Linked DNA regions of Mus musculus: region 1 is linked to region 2. Evidence: chromatin contacts called from public HiChIP or PLAC-seq data. All regions are on one chromosome and are shown on one strand. The core of a region is the stretch at or near the end of the contact, and the rest is flanking DNA. Distances in the headings are between cores, read along the strand shown.

What was found. HiChIP or PLAC-seq counts read pairs in DNA pulled down with a chosen protein or histone mark.
Region 1: an HNF4G HiChIP or PLAC-seq map of pancreatic cancer cells shows a contact between it and region 2. The contact joins the promoter of Usp43 here to the enhancer-like site in region 2. A contact is called at or near these places in 8 of 484 Hi-C or Micro-C datasets (the AML12 cell line, the HL-1 cell line, cerebral cortex and 3 more), 6 of 115 datasets of contacts at active chromatin or transcription factors (embryonic forebrain, embryonic stem cells and pancreatic cancer cells) and 3 of 9 other capture datasets (adipose tissue, liver and pancreatic islet).

What each region holds. Positions count from the first base shown.
Region 1 is chr11:67,919,579-67,923,422 of GRCm38.p6, forward strand. It overlaps Usp43 (ubiquitin specific peptidase 43), which reads right to left and starts at 2,575. Exons shown (of 15, transcript NM_173754.4): 1 at 1,967-2,575. The coding sequence starts at 2,470.
Region 2 is chr11:67,859,430-67,863,141 of GRCm38.p6, forward strand. All of the region lies in intron 14 of Usp43 (ubiquitin specific peptidase 43), which reads right to left. Among named protein-coding and RNA genes, the nearest start is that of Gm40032, 17 kb to the left of the region's middle. Within about 2 kb of position 2,137, at least 67 of the 459 cell types and tissues checked have an H3K27ac peak or open chromatin away from gene starts, as enhancers often do. A contact at or near this core is called in the AML12 cell line, adipose tissue, embryonic stem cells and 1 more, where this site is marked.

The DNA.
Region 1 (3,844 bases), core at 1,325-3,824, 61 kb after region 2:
GGAAAGTGGTAGCCCACCTAGTTTGCCACCCTTAATATTTAAAATCCAGGATTCTAAAATCCATTCCACTCTCCAAGTTTGGCCACCGAAAAGTCCCAGGAAAACCCCAGATTATGTCTCCCTCATTAACAGCTTGGTTATCTTTCAATTCCCCCAGGGCACTTGGGAGCTCCTGGGCCCTGGGGATTCAGACAGCAAGAGAGGAAATCCTGGTGAGTCACTGGCAGTGACTACGAATTTCAGTCTCTTCCAAGCTACTTGCCACTCTCGCTGCTGTAGTAACTGGATGAGAATGTATCTGGTAAAAGAAAGCTTACCCAAAGATCACTTCCCTTCCTCCTCTAGGTCTCTCTGCGGGAAGGAAGTGCAATTCTAGAATAAACACTTCCCGGGAGCTAGGCATATCCTTGGTGCTCTCTATATAACCCACTTAGCACAACTACTCTATAATGAAGTAACTGTCATGCACATCGGTTTTACAGATGAGAAGAGATGAATTTGCATAAAATTCATAGAGCCCCCAAGCCCTTGCTCTTTCTGTATGTACACCAACCAAGTATGTTCCTTTCCAGAGACAGGCAGGACCTGTCACTGAATCTAGACCCTCACAAATCGGCTAGATCATTCATACAGCAAGCCCAAGGGATCTACCTGGCTCCATCTCCCCAGGGCTGGAACTGTATACAAGCCTACCCTGGGATTACAGGTCCACAGTGAAGATAAAGGCCTGCAGTGGGACACCTGGCTTTTTTCCTTTTTATCTGGGTTCTGGAAACATATCCTCAAGGCTTGTATGACAAGTGATTTGTCAAGCAATGAGTCACTGCCCAAAAGACCTTGCTCTTGACCACTATACTACACTGATGATCATATCTGAACAGCAAATGTGGCCCAAAAGTGATAATAAAGACATCTGTGTGACTACTGTGCTCCTTCAGGGTCAGAGGTCAGAGAGGAAGGCAGTTGTTAGCATCCTTGCAGATAACGGGACAAAGACTGCTTTCTCAGGCTGAAACTTAAGAACCATGTATGTTTGCAGAATGAACACCGACAGTCATATTCACCCTCAATAACAATCACTAGTCCGTGGGGGTGCTTCAGCTTTCTGCCCAGAGCTGCGGTTTTGCAGCAGGATGCAAACCCTATGCATCAATTATCTGGAACACTTTCATCATCCGACTGGGACTCCACATTTGTACTTTAACGCCTTCTCATGACCCCGAAGCATTCCCAGCAAGGGGACTGTAATCTTACAGATAACAAATGCCACTTCCTGCTCACATACTGTCAGGACTTAGTATGAATTAAATTAAAGGATACCATTCTACTATAGCACTCTTAACGACTCCCTCTCCCTACTTTTGAGAATACCTGACCCACGGGTTCTCAGCACCCACTGGACTTAAATAATCCAAAGCCACTGCGTCCAAGGTCATACACGATCTGAAGACCTTCACCTGCCTTCAAAACGCTTCACTTTCAGGCCTCTGCCCTTTCTACTTATTGATCACTCTACCTGGATTATTCCTAGATCCGTTCCTTCTCGGCTTTCTGTTCCTCACGCTTCTATCTCCTCCTTCCCAAAGCTTGGCCTTCAAGGACCTGCTTCCCATGCTGCATCCTTCTAGATCCTAAGCTCTAACTCACCCTGGCCGGCAAGTCCCACTCCAACAACTGCTTTTAACCACAAAACTGCTGGACACACTTAAGGCTGCCAGCTTTCTCCACCCCAGCCCAAAATACCAGGAAGAAACTAATTTCTAAAGAAAGCATTTGCAAATGATAATGTAACATGTCACCTCGAAACAAAGGCGGTAACCCAAGGCTGGGCTGGTTAAGTAGTGTCTACCGAAGACCTACCCCCTACTCCCCGCCCAAGAACCAGGCTTGGCTGATGGTTCACACGCTTTTCAAGAGCCGAAACCAGAAGGGTCGGAGGAGTCTGCGGGCGGCTGGCGCTGCCTACCTTGAACTCTGCGGAAAGTTGGGGCGTGTATTCGCGCGTCCAGAGCGCGCGCACCAGCGCCGCCAGCTGCTCGGTGACCTCGGCGCGGCCCGGCGCCGCCCGGTAGCGCCCCAGCGCTAGGAACTCGGCCAGCAGGTCGGTGTTGCTGAGACACTGCACCACCGCGTTCATGAAACAGGTGTTGCCATGGTTCTTCAAGCCCTGAGCGCCGGGCGGACGCGCCCCGTCACCCGAAGATATCTGGGGTTGGGATCCCGGAGGACGATCTGGCCCTGGACTCCCGGCAGAGGCTGGTGCCGGGCCCGGGGCGCAGGCAAAGCCCCCTTCTCCATCGCCATCGTAGGGACTGGGCTGGGCCGGGGGCCGGGGCGGCGAGTCCCCCGAGCGGGAGCGGCTGCCCAGAGCTAGCAGGAAGCGGTTAAGCAGGCGGCGAAGGGAACGGCGGCGGCGGGGCCGGGGCGCGGGCGGCCCCTCTCCCAGTGCGTTCCCCACGCCCGGATCCATGCTGGCCACGCACGGTGGTCCGGGAGCGCAGCCCCCGAGACCCCAGGCGGGCCGGCAGCTTCCCGGTCCTCACCGCCTCCCGGAGGCGCCGGGCGCCGGCTACCTGAGAGCCAGGTGTGCGGACACCGGGCGAGGGCGGAGCCAGGGGCGGGGCCGCCACGCCACGCCCCACGCGGGAATCCGGCCCTAGGGCAGCGCCCGCCGCCGGGCTCCCGCCCCCGCGGCTGGAGCTGGGAATGCACTCCCTCTGAGCCCGCCTAGTGGACTTCCCCGCCCTTCCTTCCCGCCTTGGAACAGGCCTTTCACCTCGGCTCGCCTTCCCCGCCCATCCCTAAACAGCGTAGCTAACCCGGGGATGGAACCTTCTGAAGCGCCCAGCGAAGCAAAGCCCTGGCTCTGGCTAAGTTTCTGGTCGTGGAAGCCAGATGAAGACTAAGAAAATTGACCGGCGAGCGGTGCCCCTGTTCGTGCCCAGGTGTCCCGAGAGGCGCGCGCTGGCAGCTGTGCAGGTGGGGAGCCCAGGCTCAGGTGCATGCGGTCAGGTGGCGCCACCTCCTTTGCAGCCTTTGCCTACACCGGTCACCCCAGGACCTGAACTGGGAGTGGGAATGCTAGTGGGTTGGGAGTTTGTTTTCTTTTTCTTGCTGTTTTGTTTTGTTTTTTTAAATAACACAATAGGTTACATTCATTTTCCTTAAACTTGGGAGACTTGAACGTCCTGGTTTTCATTGGTGAAGGGAGCTCAGCGAGGTTGAGGCTGTGAAAAGAGAGGAACCGGAATTCGACCCTCCCTGGGTGCACTGCAGAGTTCAGGCTCTTTACAACCCCAGTATTTGCTTGGCAGGAAGTTTTCCGGTTCTCAGGCGCGCCCCCTACTCGGTTGCTGCTTCGCTCCTCCACGCTAAAGCCTGGCTGTATCCTTACCCAATCAGAATTAGTTTGGCCTCGCCCCGCCCTTAATTCCCTGGGTAACCCTGGAGGCCTCTGCTCCTTTTATGCCTTAACTGTCAGGTTTATAATTAATCAGGCAAGGTCTTGCAAAATGAATTTCTCATCAGTTTGTAGCTCAAAAAGAGATCAGCAGCTTTCTGGAGTCAGACTTACATCAGAACCCAAAAATGTGACTTGCTATTTAATAATAAGTGCTCATCATTTATTAAGTATCCCTCCTCGATCTTCACATAGAATTGCAGCAGTTACCTGGTGCCAAAAAGTTGCATAAGTTAAGGATAAAGAAGAAACTGTAATGTGGAGACTTGAAGTGTAAAAAGCCACCATTTACCTTCCTGGGAAAGACATCCACCTAGTTGATAAATTTATAAGGTTCATTTCATGACCCGGATGTACTGAAGGTGCCGTGGTCATAGCAGACTC
Region 2 (3,712 bases), core at 887-3,386:
TGCCTCCTCTGTTCCCGTCTGCGTACAGACACCTTGATTCTCAAGTCACTTCTGTTCCTTGGGCCAGTGATGTGATCTCCAAATTGAGGTCACACCGTGCTGCTGGCAGGAGCCTTAGGGCCTCTTCTCCCCATCCTTAGTTCATCTTCAATGGGTCAAGTACTTTCAATATCCCTAAGGGTTTCCATCACATCTTAACATCCACCCATTAATTTATCCCAAAAATATTTAAGAAAAGCCTACTGTATGCTAAAGACTATTTTTTTTTCAGTGCTTGGGGAAAAATACAAATAGAATCCAAGATGGTGCACATGCCTTTAATCCCAGCAATCAATGAGACAGAGGCAAGCTAATCCCTGTGAGTTTGAGGTTAGCCTGGTCTACATAGTTTCAGCCCACCCAGGGCTATATAGGGAGACCCTGTATCATAACAATAACAAAAATGCAAGTAGAAAGTGACTGTGCCCTTGGGGTTTGACAAAAACCAAAACATAAGATATTGTGTAACACAGTGGGTGATAAAGGCTACAGTGAACAAGGTGGGATCAGGAAGAAGAGGAGGGTGGGGCACGAGGAATGAGCAATATCTGAGAGACCTAAGTGAAAGAGGAAGGGGGAAAGGAGGAAGGGAGGCAGGGGGAGATCTGAGGAAGATGAGTTCCAGACTTCAGGAGCAGCAGATGCAAAGACCCTGGGGTAGAAGTGAATTTGCTGTGTCAGGCGAGCATCAAAGACAACCAGAGCTGGAACCCAGGAGAGAAGCGCCCATGCTATGTGCACCCAGGACAGCTTCTGAACTCCAATCCATATTTGAAGATCTCTGCCACTGACTTTAAATATCAAAAACAATTCCAGCCCCTCTCTGCTCCTAGTTTAGTTGTCCCTTTTGCTCTCATGTCTCTTGACAGCCTGGCAGCTACTTCTGCCTGGACGGCAGAGGCAATCTAAAACAAACTTGACCCCAAATTTTCTGGTGGTGCCCGAGAAGCTCAGGCAATGTCTACAGACAGGCCAGGGCTACTCTTCTTCCTCTGAGACTGAGCCAGTTGGACAGAAGTGGGCAAGAGAAGGGCTGGATGTCAACCACCATCCCTTGGGAGCCAAAGTCACCGTCCCTTCTCTCACCCCAAGTGTCCCTTTGCTCTAGAGAGGGAAGAGCAAAGCCTTGTGGGCAGAAACAGAAAAAGCAACAACAGGGTCCATCATGGGTGTGGTTACTCACAACCTAGAATCCCATCACTCAGGAAGCTGAGAGACTGAGTTCCTGGCCAACCAGTGTTCCACAGTGAGAGTTGGCCCCAAAGTAGAAATGACAACAGAGAGGACCCAGAAACAGAATAACTCAAAACAAAACAAAGAGCAGCAGCCGCAACAACACAGAAGAGCAGTTCCTAAAGGCACAGAGCTGTGCAACCAATGACCCTGAGGGAGAGAGACAGCATCAGGGTGTGACCTAACCAGGCTTACAGGGTCACCGCTAAGATCCCATGAGTCAGTAAATAGATAAGAATTATCTCACATCCCAGTAGGTGTGTAACCAGGAGCCTGCACCTGTCCCAGGATAGTTATAAATATGACTCAGCATACTTGTAAGTGAAACCATCACATTAAAAGATTGGACGCCTCTGATCTTGGAGCAAAAGGGCAGTCATAAGACCACATGGGAAAACGGAGGAGAGTGAGGGGGTAGAACCAGGAGCCACAGCAAACAACTAGAGGAATCTGAAGGCAAAAGACAATAACTCAAGGGAAATACAAGACAAAGTCCCAAAGAAAGGCCTGAGTGTGCAGAAGGAAGGCATTTGGGTGCGGGGTGGGGCTGAACACCCAGGCATGTGCTAGAATTTCTGAACTCTGAGGTCAGAGAGAATCTTAAAAACTTCCAGCCTGGGAGAACAAGAGACACTCACGTGAAAAAGAACAGTCTGGGCTTCTCACCTGCAGCCCTGGGGCAAGGAGATCGTGGGAAACCAGCTACCGATGCAGAAAGCAAAGAATTGCAACCCCAGAGCCCCAGGCCAGCCAGGCTACCACCCACTGGGGTGAAGGAAATACTTCTGTCTGCTAAGGACTTAAGAGCTCAAGTGCCTGAAGGGCTCTGACAAACACTGGCAGAGCAGAGATCTCAGGGCAGAGGGCAGAGAAGACAAACACGAAACCACAGTGCATCCCACAGTGCATTCCACGAACAGTCTATCCTCCACAGGGAAGGCCAGGCAGCCTCGGAAGGTCAGCTCAAGCCAAGTCGGGTACACAGGATGAACTATTGCAGCACAATGGGGGGAAGAATCCCCAATGGGGCAGAGGGAGATGGAGGAAGGGTTTCAAACCTCTCCTTGTGGGAAGGATGTCAGGGGAGAGGGGAGGGAAGGGCGCGGCTCCAGCTCCAGGGTTACTGGAGAAGAGAGAAAAGGCGATGAGGAAGCAGAATGCCTGGCAGGAAACAGCTGGTTTCTTACCGACTTCTAATGGCAGGAAAACGTGATTGATTGTCAACACCGAGAAAGCACCCAGGAACAAGGTAGGAAGAAAAGCAGAACTTGCAAATTAATTAGGAAAGGAAACCAACAGCAACCAACAAGTTTTTTGTTTTTTGGTTTTTTGTTTGTTTGTTTGTTTTTGTTGTTGTTTTGTTTTTTGTTTTTGGTCTGAAGAACCTGAACCTCAAACAGAAGTCACTGTAAGGCTACATACATGAGGCATTTACAAAAGAGCCATGGATTAGGGATGAACAGCTTAGAGTCCAGTGCTTGGGGTGTACCTGAGAACCAGCTGTCTCCTATTGTACTCTCTGTATCCACTCAGCTGTGGTTTTTCAGCCCCACCAGGTCTTCCACTCTTTTTTTTTTTTTTCTTGCCAGCTACCTGTAGCTGTCAGTGACAGCACCCTGCAGGTCCCATTTGGCACTCTCCCAAAGCTCCTTGCTCCTCAGTCCTCACTGTGTCATTCCTGCCACATGCCAGCATGGTAGGAATTGTACATTCTAAAGAAACATACATATCTAAAGAGACATTCATATCCCTCCCTTTGGCTAAAGTCAAGTGAAACAGTGCATCCCATTCAATTAGAATTTCCCTGGAATCACAGCTGAAAAAAGTCTGATTCCTCAAGATGAGAACTTCACTGCTGAATACACGTTTAGTCATCGTCTGAATACTTTACAGGAGAGAATTGAGCTAAAAATCAGGAATACATTTACAGATGGGAAAATAGTTGTTATATCGATTGGTTATATTACTAAGTTGTGCATACAAAAACAAAACAATAACAAAAAGAGACATATTTAAAGTGACATGGGGGAAAGGACTAAAGCAACCAATCACCTAATATCATATATGACAGTAAGCGCTCAAGCCCTCAAAAAGGTACACAGAGCACTTATAAAATAACAAAACAGACTTTTCCATGAAAGAAGATAACATTTGAGACGCTCATTCTTGGACCATAATTCGCCAAATTGGAAACAAAGAATAAAAAAGACGACCGCACGGTCTTGAATACTTGAAATTCCCAGATACCATCACAAGGGGAATGAAAGCTGAAGTGACATACTATCTGGGAAGGAAGAAGACCTACTAAAACCTTTAACGCCCAAGAAAAGCCACAGAGGATGATTATCAGGCTAAGGATTTGTCCTAACAAGCTGGGGACACCTAAGTGCCGGGGCCCTCTATTCACAACGGTCTCTGGGAAGGTCCCCTTGGGATAGAT